Linked DNA regions of Mus musculus: regions 1 and 3 are each linked to region 2. Evidence: chromatin contacts called from public HiCAR-type and Micro-C data. All regions are on one chromosome and are shown on one strand. The core of a region is the stretch at or near the end of the contact, and the rest is flanking DNA. Distances in the headings are between cores, read along the strand shown.

Region 1 (3,209 bases), core at 647-3,146, 340 kb before region 2:
CCGGCAGCAGCGGTATCACAATGTACACCCGATATCTCTGGCCTTCCCTGCAAAAGAAAAATAAAGAAATAAAACCAAGTAGCAGCTACATCACCATCCAAGCAGACCATGGGGCTTTGGGGACAAACGAAATGCCTCCATACAGCCTTCCTCACTCAGCTTGGATGACTCTTGGATCCCAGCTATCACTATGGGATCTGAGCGCTATGCTGTATGGTACACTTAATTGGGCAGTAAAGAGGGAAACGTGTCTGCTTCCGCTTCTCCATTCATCATCCTTTGCAGGACAGAAGGCAGTTTAAAATAAATCTTGCTGATCTCATGAAAGAGGGTGTAGGAAGTGACTTATACCAAAGTTTAGAAAAGGGTGTTACCATAATGAGACTATGTAATTTTAAATAGGATTTTATTTAAATATGTGTATCCATATGTGCAGACATAGATACATAGACATATATATATATACATAATTACTATTAAGTTATGCAGTCCACAGCTTGGCAAATTGTGGGCATTTGATTCATAACTGTGGGGGTACCGGTACCTATGTCTTAGAAGCAAATATACACATAAGATTCAGTATGTTTTTCAAAACAGAGTCATCGGTATTTAGGAATGCTAAGGTTCCAGCCAGAGAATGTTACTGGGAATTCTTCAAGAATTCTGAGTGACTAGTTGTTATTTTTTATTTTATTTTTAAAACATTTATGCACAGGTGTGTGTATGTGTGTGTGTGTGTGTGTGTGTGTGAGAGAGAGAGAGAGAGAGAGAGAGAGAGAGTATGAAAACAACTTGTGAGACTCACTTGTCTCTTTCTACCATGTGAATCCTGGAGATTGAATTCAGAGTATTGCTCTGGGCAGCAAGCATCTTTACCGTTTGGGCTATCTCAATGGCCCGTACTTTATTTTAAAAAAGGACTATTATTGTATATATGGAGCATAGGCACACACGCTACAGCCCATGTGAGGAGTTCAGAGAACAACTTTATGGAGCTGGTTCTCGCCTCCCACTGTTCTTTCACATGGACTCTTGAGACCGAACTTAAGTCAGCAGACATGTGTGACAACCACCTTTTACCCACTGAGCAAGTCCCAGCCAGTGTTCATTTTCAAATCCCCAGCTTATAGAACACAGTATCTTCAGGCCACCTTTTATAGGAAACCGAAGCTTCTTAATGACAGCTAGAACAATAGAAGAAAATGCAGCTCTTTCTTTTGATGTGTATTCAGAAGCCCAGAATGCTATGCTCTGATAGACACATCAAGCCTTTTGACACCAAGGCAGGACATTGTCATCGACTAAGGCTATGCTGGAGAATGGTAAAATGGAGTTAGTGAAAACCCTCTCATAGTGCTTTGTGTGAGTTTAACATTTTGCATCAGGCTGACTTTATAGCTATCCTTGACCACAGGCTAGATAGCCCACTAGGCAACATGTACAGCGAGAGTCCCAAACTCTTAAAGCTTCTGGCTTTGCTTAGGAATACACGGGAAAGAGAGAAAGCTTGAGAGAGATGCTGGATACCTCACAGTGCACAAATACAGTTTGCTTGAGCACATTCTCTCTGCTGGCTAATTCTCAAGGGTCATCCTGCTTAAACCATTTATTATACCTAATGGTCATAGTTCGTCTTCTTGTGAACAGAGGAAGAGACCCTTCTTGTGAGAATTTTCTCTGTTCTAATGGTCAAACCTGACAGGTGGGTCTGAATGTCCATATATTCATGACAACACAGGGCAGAAGTGACTATCAAAGGGACCATAGTATGAAAAGTCAATGGCTGAGAAATGAGGCATTTGAGGGAGACTGCTGCAATGCCAAGGATTACTCACTAGATGGCAAACGTAGTTTGAGTTGGGAAGAATACAGAGAAAATGTGAACAGCCCTGGTTACTGCCTTGGTTAGGCGACAAGGCACAGTCTTTAAATGGTAAACAGGACACAGGAGAAGAACAGGAAGCCCTGAGCTACTTTCCCACAGTCCACATTTAAAAGACTGCATGAACCCAAGTGGACACTTAACTAAAGTATATTCCTGTGAGACGTCCCATAGTCATTCCAGTGATGTCCACAGTACCCCACCCACGTGCTAATAAAGCAAGTCAGCTGAGCTCCTAGCCAGGATGGAAGCACTTCTAGGTCACCTTGTTCATTGGAGCTGCCTGGCTCTGCAGTCAGAACCGGGTCTCATCTGCCTCTTCTTTCCCAGACCGTGGCCAGGAAGTGACCCATAAGCTCTGTGTCTTGCTCATTCATGACAAGCTCATGACCTGGGCTGAGGGCTGACCTGCTCCAACACACTGGGTGGAGGTTCACATAGCTTTCTATTTGGGGCAGCCTTCAGTAGAGAACCCATGCTTTCAGTGTGCTCTGTTGGCTGGGAGGATGGGGTTGGAGTCAGATTAAAAGAACATTTCAGCAAAAAGTAGGTCAAACTATACTTGATATTTTTCTTAATTATATTTCATTTGAATTTTCATTATGGTAAATATATAAAATGTAAAATTGGGCATTCTGTCCACTGTGAGAGTCTTCATCATTAACTGTGGTCCTAATTTTACATGATGCCTTCCATATTCAAAGCTTTTCATCATCATCACAGATAGAATTCGCTTCATTCCTACCCCCCAGCTTTCATCCCCCACCTCCCACTCCCTAGAGTCCCTGGCTATCTCTAGTTTACTCTACCTGGATTTTGCATATATGAGGAATCACATGAGGCTTGTCCTTTTTGGTCTAACTTGTTTTCCTTAACACACTACCCTCAAGGTTCACCCATACCGTGGCATGCTTCACAGCTCCTTCAGCTTTGTGGCTGAATATTCTTCTGTATTGTGTGTACACGTTCATCTGCTAGTGGACTGTTGGGTTGCTTTGCCTCGTGGATGTTGGGAATAAAGCTGTTATCAGTGTTGCATTATTAGCCCTCTGAGTTCGAGGCCAGCTTGGTCTACAGGGGGAGTGTCAGGATAACTAGGGCTACACAGATAAACCCTGTCTCAGAAAATAAACAAACACAGGTTTTTTTTTAATTAAAAAAAAAAAAAAAAAAGAGTGAGCGAGTGAAAATTGTTTTTTCATCCTAAGCAGAATTCTAGAGGAACTAGAACAAGCCCCTTCCCACTTCCTTTCTATTTATTTTATATGATTTCTAAAATATATTTATTTGTGTGTGTATAAGATTTTGTGCATATGTGTGAACGCAC
Region 2 (2,871 bases), core at 198-2,697:
TTTACAAGGGACTGTGCGTGCTACCACACACGTATTTAGATCAGATGACAATTTCATGGAGTCTGTTCACCTTTCTTGCCTTTTTGTGGGTTCCAGAGCTCAAACCCAATTCACCAGACTTGTTCAGCAAGTAAATGACTTCACCTGCTGAGCCATCTCCCTAGCACCCTAAAACTACACACACGAACGCACTCACACATGCATGCACGTACGCACGCACACATGCAGACATACACAAATCTTTCTGCTTCACTTTTTGCCCCCATTTCTCACTGTAAATCTGGCTGAAAGCAGCATGCAATAATTCTCACAGTCTGAACATCATGCTATATTGACATTCCTCCCACCAAATTAACTAGTTCATTTTTAATTCAGCTTCACTCACGTTCAGCAGAGTGTAAAGAGGCTTTTTCTTTTCAGCGTGTAACACCAATGCCCTCCACTGCCACCCCTGATAAGAGTTTTTGTTTGGTTTGTTTTGATCTCCCCTGACACCTTATAGGCCCAATCTTTTCTGGCCACCTTTCTATGAGCGTCGTGGTCTTCCAAGTGTCCATCATTATGACTTCTTAAGTTCCGCTTACATCAGTCGAGGGCTTTTCTATCCTGCGGTTCCAGTTCCTCCACATCCCTCCTGGAAATCAGTTCCCAAGGTCGGAGAACCACAGGGTCAGGTTTATCACAGCAACACAGCCCACAGTCTGAAACCGAGTCTGTTTCTCAAGGTCACTTGCTTGTCTTGTGGCTGTGACCACATTTTCTGAGAGAAACAAGAGAGGGAGGATGTATTGTGGCCCTTAGCTTCAGAAGGTCTCAGTCCATCATGGTAAGAAGCCAGCTCAGTTCACACAGTGGGAGCGTGTGGGGGCTCTCACCACACAGGCCAGGAAGCAGATAGCAAGATGGAACACACAGCAGTGTAGGTTTCAAAGGCCCAACTCTAGTGACCTACATCTGTGATACATGCTCCATACATGTTCCATACATGCTCCATAGCCTTCAAATTAGAGCCAGGAGCCAGGAGACAAGTATTCGGGTTCAATTCACAGTGGCCCACCTTAATCATTAATGATTAAGCTTCCTTAATCAGGTGTGCCTAGTTCTGCAACATAATTGTGTGTTCTAAAACTTCTAAATATGGATTGCCTTTTTTGGGCCTAGTGAAAACAGAATATTCAGGACTTGGAAAGAGAAGAAAATCTTAATGAAAACAAAACAAAACTTCAATGAAATAACTAAGGGCCTTTGCACTCCAACTTGGCATTAGAAAACAGTATACGGAATAATCAAAGGGGTTAAAGGAGACAGAACACACCAGTCAGTGCTCAAACGTGTATTTACATTTATTGAATGAGAGAAATCAGAATAAATCACCCTGGGAAGGAAGCTAGGCTGAGAGCCAGCCTAATGGCAAAGTGACAAAGAGACGGGCATGGGACAGGGCAGGAGTGTCCCAGCTCACACTCCTACAAAGAGAATGAACAAAGCCAGTGTCACGTGTGGCGACAGCCACTCTGGAGAACCCTGATCAATTCCTGCACACAAAGGAGGTGGAGAAAGGAAGGGAAACCAGGTTCTGTTGGGAAAACTAGCTTCTCTTTTCTCCTCCGTCTTGAATGTTACTGGGACTCCACCAGGAGTCTTCCCTGTGGCTCCCTCTTCTTCAAGCAGAGGCCACTCACATAGCATCTAGTTGTGTTGAAGTCAATCAGATTCTAAGTCCACAGCAAGGCCAAAGTAGCTTGTTTGTCCACACCAGGGCAGAATGAAGGAAGTTCTCACTCTGCACAGGCACAGCAATGTGTCATATCATATTGCCAAGAGCTTGCATCATTTCTAAACTTTCCGGAAGCCTGGATGGGCGAGAGGTCATCTGTGTTTATTTTGCGAAGTTTGGCCTACCAGGAAATGTGTGGGTACAAGAGATATTTCGGGCCCCTGAGACTCTAACTTAAGACACTTAAATCTGGCAGCTTGTGCTATAAGCTTGAGCCTCTAAGTAGGTCTTTGAAAGAGTGGCAAATTGCAAAGAATGAGAGGTTTCTTGGCTGCACGAACCAAGCCACGTATAAAACCCTGTTGCCAAACAGAGACTAGAACCAGATGGCAAGTCTGAAAACACACAGCACGTATTGACTCTTCTATAAAATACTCATTACTGCCTAATCCAGCAATAGTCATTTCTAGAAGAACTGCATAAACGCTCATGAATCCATTTTAATTAAGGTTGTAAATTGACCTTACCAAAAAGAAAAAAATCTTTGAACAGAATTTTTCATGTCAAGTTGCTTTAAGAATATAATGAAATTTCTCCATCATAGGAGAAAAAGGATGCATCTGAAAGATGCAATTTTCATCATGTTGAAAGCATATGTAGTTGTTAGCTGTCCACCAGCAGGCTTTCTCCAGCCTCTGACAGACAGTTAAGGCTATTTTGGTCTTTGTGTCATTAGTAATCTAGCAGGTGACTAGAGTCTTTACCTAGAAAAAAATGGTCTTTCCATGTGGGACTGACAAAGAAAATTCTACACACACACACACACACACACACACACACACACACACACACATATCCAGACCAAATACCAATCACATAAGTAAAGGGTATGGAAAACTTAAGCTAGAGAGGATGCCCATAGCCAGTGCCGAGGGCTGGACAGATGCAAAGGACACTTCTACCCACAAAGGCACAGGATTGATTCAAACACCACCGTTCTTGCCCACTGCGGTTACTAGGACTAGCTCAGGAGATCCTAAAAGTAGAGCGGCATTTTCATCTCCCTAGCAGACAACACTCCTGTTGCACTATTCCAGGGAAGACCATTCTGGAAGCCTCCAATGAGGCGTTAGGGCCACGCGGACAGGCGGGAA
Region 3 (2,990 bases), core at 255-2,754, 270 kb after region 2:
CTCTGAAGCTAGAGATGACCCTGAACTCTGCTCTTCCAGCCTCCACCTCCCAAGTGCATGTGTGTGCCGCCATACCTAGCGCATGCCATGCTGGGCAAGCACTCAACCAATGAGAAGGCTACACCATAGCCCCTTCCAGTTCTTAATACTAGACATTTTGATTAAGACCTCCAGAAGTCTCGGCACATAAACATTCCGTTGTTAAACTGTGCACTGAAGTGGCATTAGGCCTCCCCGTTCCTTTGTTCCAATTGCTGCGTTTCCATAGCTTCTGTGGACCATGCTGGGCTTTGTTTGGACAGTTTCCTCCTTCTCCACTGTGCTTTGCTCCCGTTGGCGCCTTACCTTCCCTGTTCCCATCGCCTTTCATTGGCCCTCAGTTTTCCTTTGATTTCTCTGCTCAGGTTTTATCCTGTCCACAGATTATCTGATATCCCTGGTGGTACCTCTCTTTCCGCTCCCTCCCCTGCTGCACTGGTTGTCCGTGACTCTACTGACATATAGACTGTCTTTAGAAGTAGCCAGCTCCCGCTGTGGAGTCTTAGCATGAGCTGCCTGGTGCTTGGTCTCGGTTTCCTGGGCAGAAACAGCTCCTGACTTCTTTCATTGTTGTTGTTGCTGCTGCTGCTCCTGCTGCTGCTGTTATTGTTATGTGATTGAAGAAAAAAAGACTTTTACATATAATGTATGCATTGATTTGTAAAACTTAGGTCTTTTCTTAGATGATTGTTGACTTAATCATTTTGATTAACTGATAGAATGTTTTAAAAATAATCAATTTATAATTATTAAATTGTAATTAGTACTTCCACTAGGGAAATAATGTTATGTGTTGTATAAAAACATTGAAGTGAAGTCTGGTCTGTTGTTGAGGGAAGCTGAAGAGAAGGGGAAAGACACTGAGACTGTATGCTAGGATGCGAGGGAGGAAATCCCATTTTTTCTAGTTTTTCCCATTTTTTCAGTGAATAAGGGCATCAGCATGATCCCCAGAACACACGTTGGAAAGCCAGCCATCATCGCCTGTGCTTGGTAGCTCAGTGCTGAGGCCCTGACAGCAGATCCCGGGCCTCACTGCCAGCTAGCCAGCCCAACCTGGTGGCCGAGCTCCAGGCCAACGAGAGACTCTGTCTCAAATATAAGGCAGATAGATAGCAGAGGGCAGACACCAAGCTTGCCCTGGCCTCTGCACACACACTCACACATGTGCAGCTGCACACCAGTACATACCTCACCTATACACTAATTATTTTAAAGGACAAAAGTGAATCACATAAATAAATGCTTTTTAAAATACTTATGCTTAACTAGATATAGATTTACATATCTACAAATGTTGCCACGGGCTTTTCTCAGAGAGTGTCTCCCTCGTTTAGTTGACAGTTTTATGAAGTTAACAATGTTATTACGATGATTCTTACTATGGGAAGCCAGGACTTAGGCACTAGAGCCTGGCTCGTGGGAAGCCTGTGCCCACTGTAGGGCATGGACAGCTGCCATCACTGTCTTTATTACTGTGCTTCAAGGTATATTAAAGCCTTTAAAAATAAATTGGATCTTTGCTTAACAACAGAAGAACAGTTTCTGTCAGCCGTAGTTCTGTCAGGGATTGAAGAGATAAAGTGGAGCAAGCCCATGATCAACCTAGTGGCACTTTTCCAGTCACCACCATGCGTAGTTTGTCCAAGAAGCTGCCCAGAAGTGACATCACGGAATGATATTTCCCAGAAAACTGATATTTTGAGGCATTCCCAAAAGCCTAGTTGACCAGCCCAGAGTGCAGTTATGAAATAGCTCTCGCTTACCGGAGACTGTGGCTCCTGGGATGTCCCAGACGTGTGGGAAGGAGCTGCAAACCTATGGATGAAATTCTTGGAGCCCCTGCTTTGTACATTTGGCTGGTATTGACGTGGAAACCACGTGGAACCCCAACTTACAATTCATAATGCAAGAAAATATTCTGGCTTGAGATGAGTGCAGAGTTTCCCAACTGGTTTATTTAACCCAAGAAAATGGTCCTATGCTGTGGAGCTTCCTGTTAGAGGATATTATGGGGAATACACTACCCTTGTGTGGAAAACGCTGGATTATTTAATTTATTTATTCATTTGGGGGAGGTTACATATGGAGACCAGAGGGCAACTTGCAGGAGTGAGCTCTCTCTGTCCACCATGTGAGTTCCAGGGACCAAATTCAGGTCATCAGCGATCTTCCTGGTCCCTGGAATATTTTTCATATTTTTATAAATATCATGGGTAGCAATGTGCTTGCTACTGTTATCATTACAAGTAGTTACTATTTGTTCACTGAACAGTTTTGATTAATAAGTAATCCTGATATGATTGGATAATGTATCAAAATTTACTGTCTGTAGCACGTTTATAGTATGCTTTAAAATTCACAGTTTTCCTTGCTGACCAACTTGTTAGAGAGGGGTTTTCTAGAGATTACACCCAGGGCCTCGTGTAAGCTAAGTATATGCTCTACCCCAAGTTGCAAACTGCCAAACTCTACAGTCTCCACACCTCAAGATGAGCAAACTAACTGCACATGGCCCATATAACCACCTCAGATCTTTATGCTTGCCCTCAAGTTCTTTCTCTGCCAAACTCTGGCCTAGCAAAGATCCTGAAGTCAAATTTAGGGGATATATATTTCACTCTTGAAGAACATTGCCATCATTACATGCCACTTAAAACACTATAGGAGTTCTGAATGTCTTCAACACTCAAGAGACTGCTCTCTTTTCCTTGGTTTTCTGAAACATGAAGGTTGTTTTTCTTCTTCAGTTTGTTGCTATAAAAATTCAAATGCAGCCTAAATATGCTATTTGGTTAATGTTTCTTAAATTCCCTTAGCCCCACGGATTTCCCGTTAGCACTTTGTGGTTTTATTGTAGTCATTTTTCTGTCTTGTAGAGTGTTCTACACTTGTCAGTTTAGCTGACTGGGCCTTCTGGATTGCTTAATGTGCTTCTCTGTCCTCCAAGT

Evidence for each region. A called contact is a pair of places that touch in the nucleus more often than the background predicts. HiCAR-type assays count read pairs that join an accessible place to other places.
Region 1: a Micro-C map of granulosa cells shows a contact between it and region 2, with 4 times the contacts expected there. The contact joins two enhancer-like sites. A contact is called at or near these places in 2 of 484 Hi-C or Micro-C datasets (cortical neurons and granulosa cells).
Region 3: a contact with region 2 is called in a HiCAR-type map of fibro-adipogenic progenitors, with 5 times the contacts expected there. The contact joins two enhancer-like sites. A contact is called at or near these places in 1 of 484 Hi-C or Micro-C datasets (nephron progenitors), 1 of 115 datasets of contacts at active chromatin or transcription factors (fibro-adipogenic progenitors) and 1 of 9 other capture datasets (embryonic stem cells).

What each region holds. Positions count from the first base shown.
Region 1 is chr3:28,106,573-28,109,781 of GRCm38.p6, reverse strand. Pld1 (phospholipase D1) reads right to left here. Exons shown (of 27, transcript NM_001164056.1): 22 at 1-47. Among named protein-coding and RNA genes, the nearest start is that of Gm42196, 68 kb to the left of the region's middle. Within about 2 kb of position 1,896, at least 33 of the 459 cell types and tissues checked have an H3K27ac peak or open chromatin away from gene starts, as enhancers often do. A contact at or near this core is called in granulosa cells, where this site is marked.
Region 2 is chr3:27,765,192-27,768,062 of GRCm38.p6, reverse strand. No RefSeq gene overlaps it. Among named protein-coding and RNA genes, the nearest start is that of Gm42194, 11 kb to the left of the region's middle. Within about 2 kb of position 1,447, at least 123 of the 459 cell types and tissues checked have an H3K27ac peak or open chromatin away from gene starts, as enhancers often do. A contact at or near this core is called in fibro-adipogenic progenitors and granulosa cells, where this site is marked.
Region 3 is chr3:27,493,010-27,495,999 of GRCm38.p6, reverse strand. All of the region lies in intron 9 of Fndc3b (fibronectin type III domain containing 3B), which reads left to right. Among named protein-coding and RNA genes, the nearest start is that of Gm32738, 12 kb to the right of the region's middle. Within about 2 kb of position 1,504, at least 15 of the 459 cell types and tissues checked have an H3K27ac peak or open chromatin away from gene starts, as enhancers often do. A contact at or near this core is called in fibro-adipogenic progenitors, where this site is marked.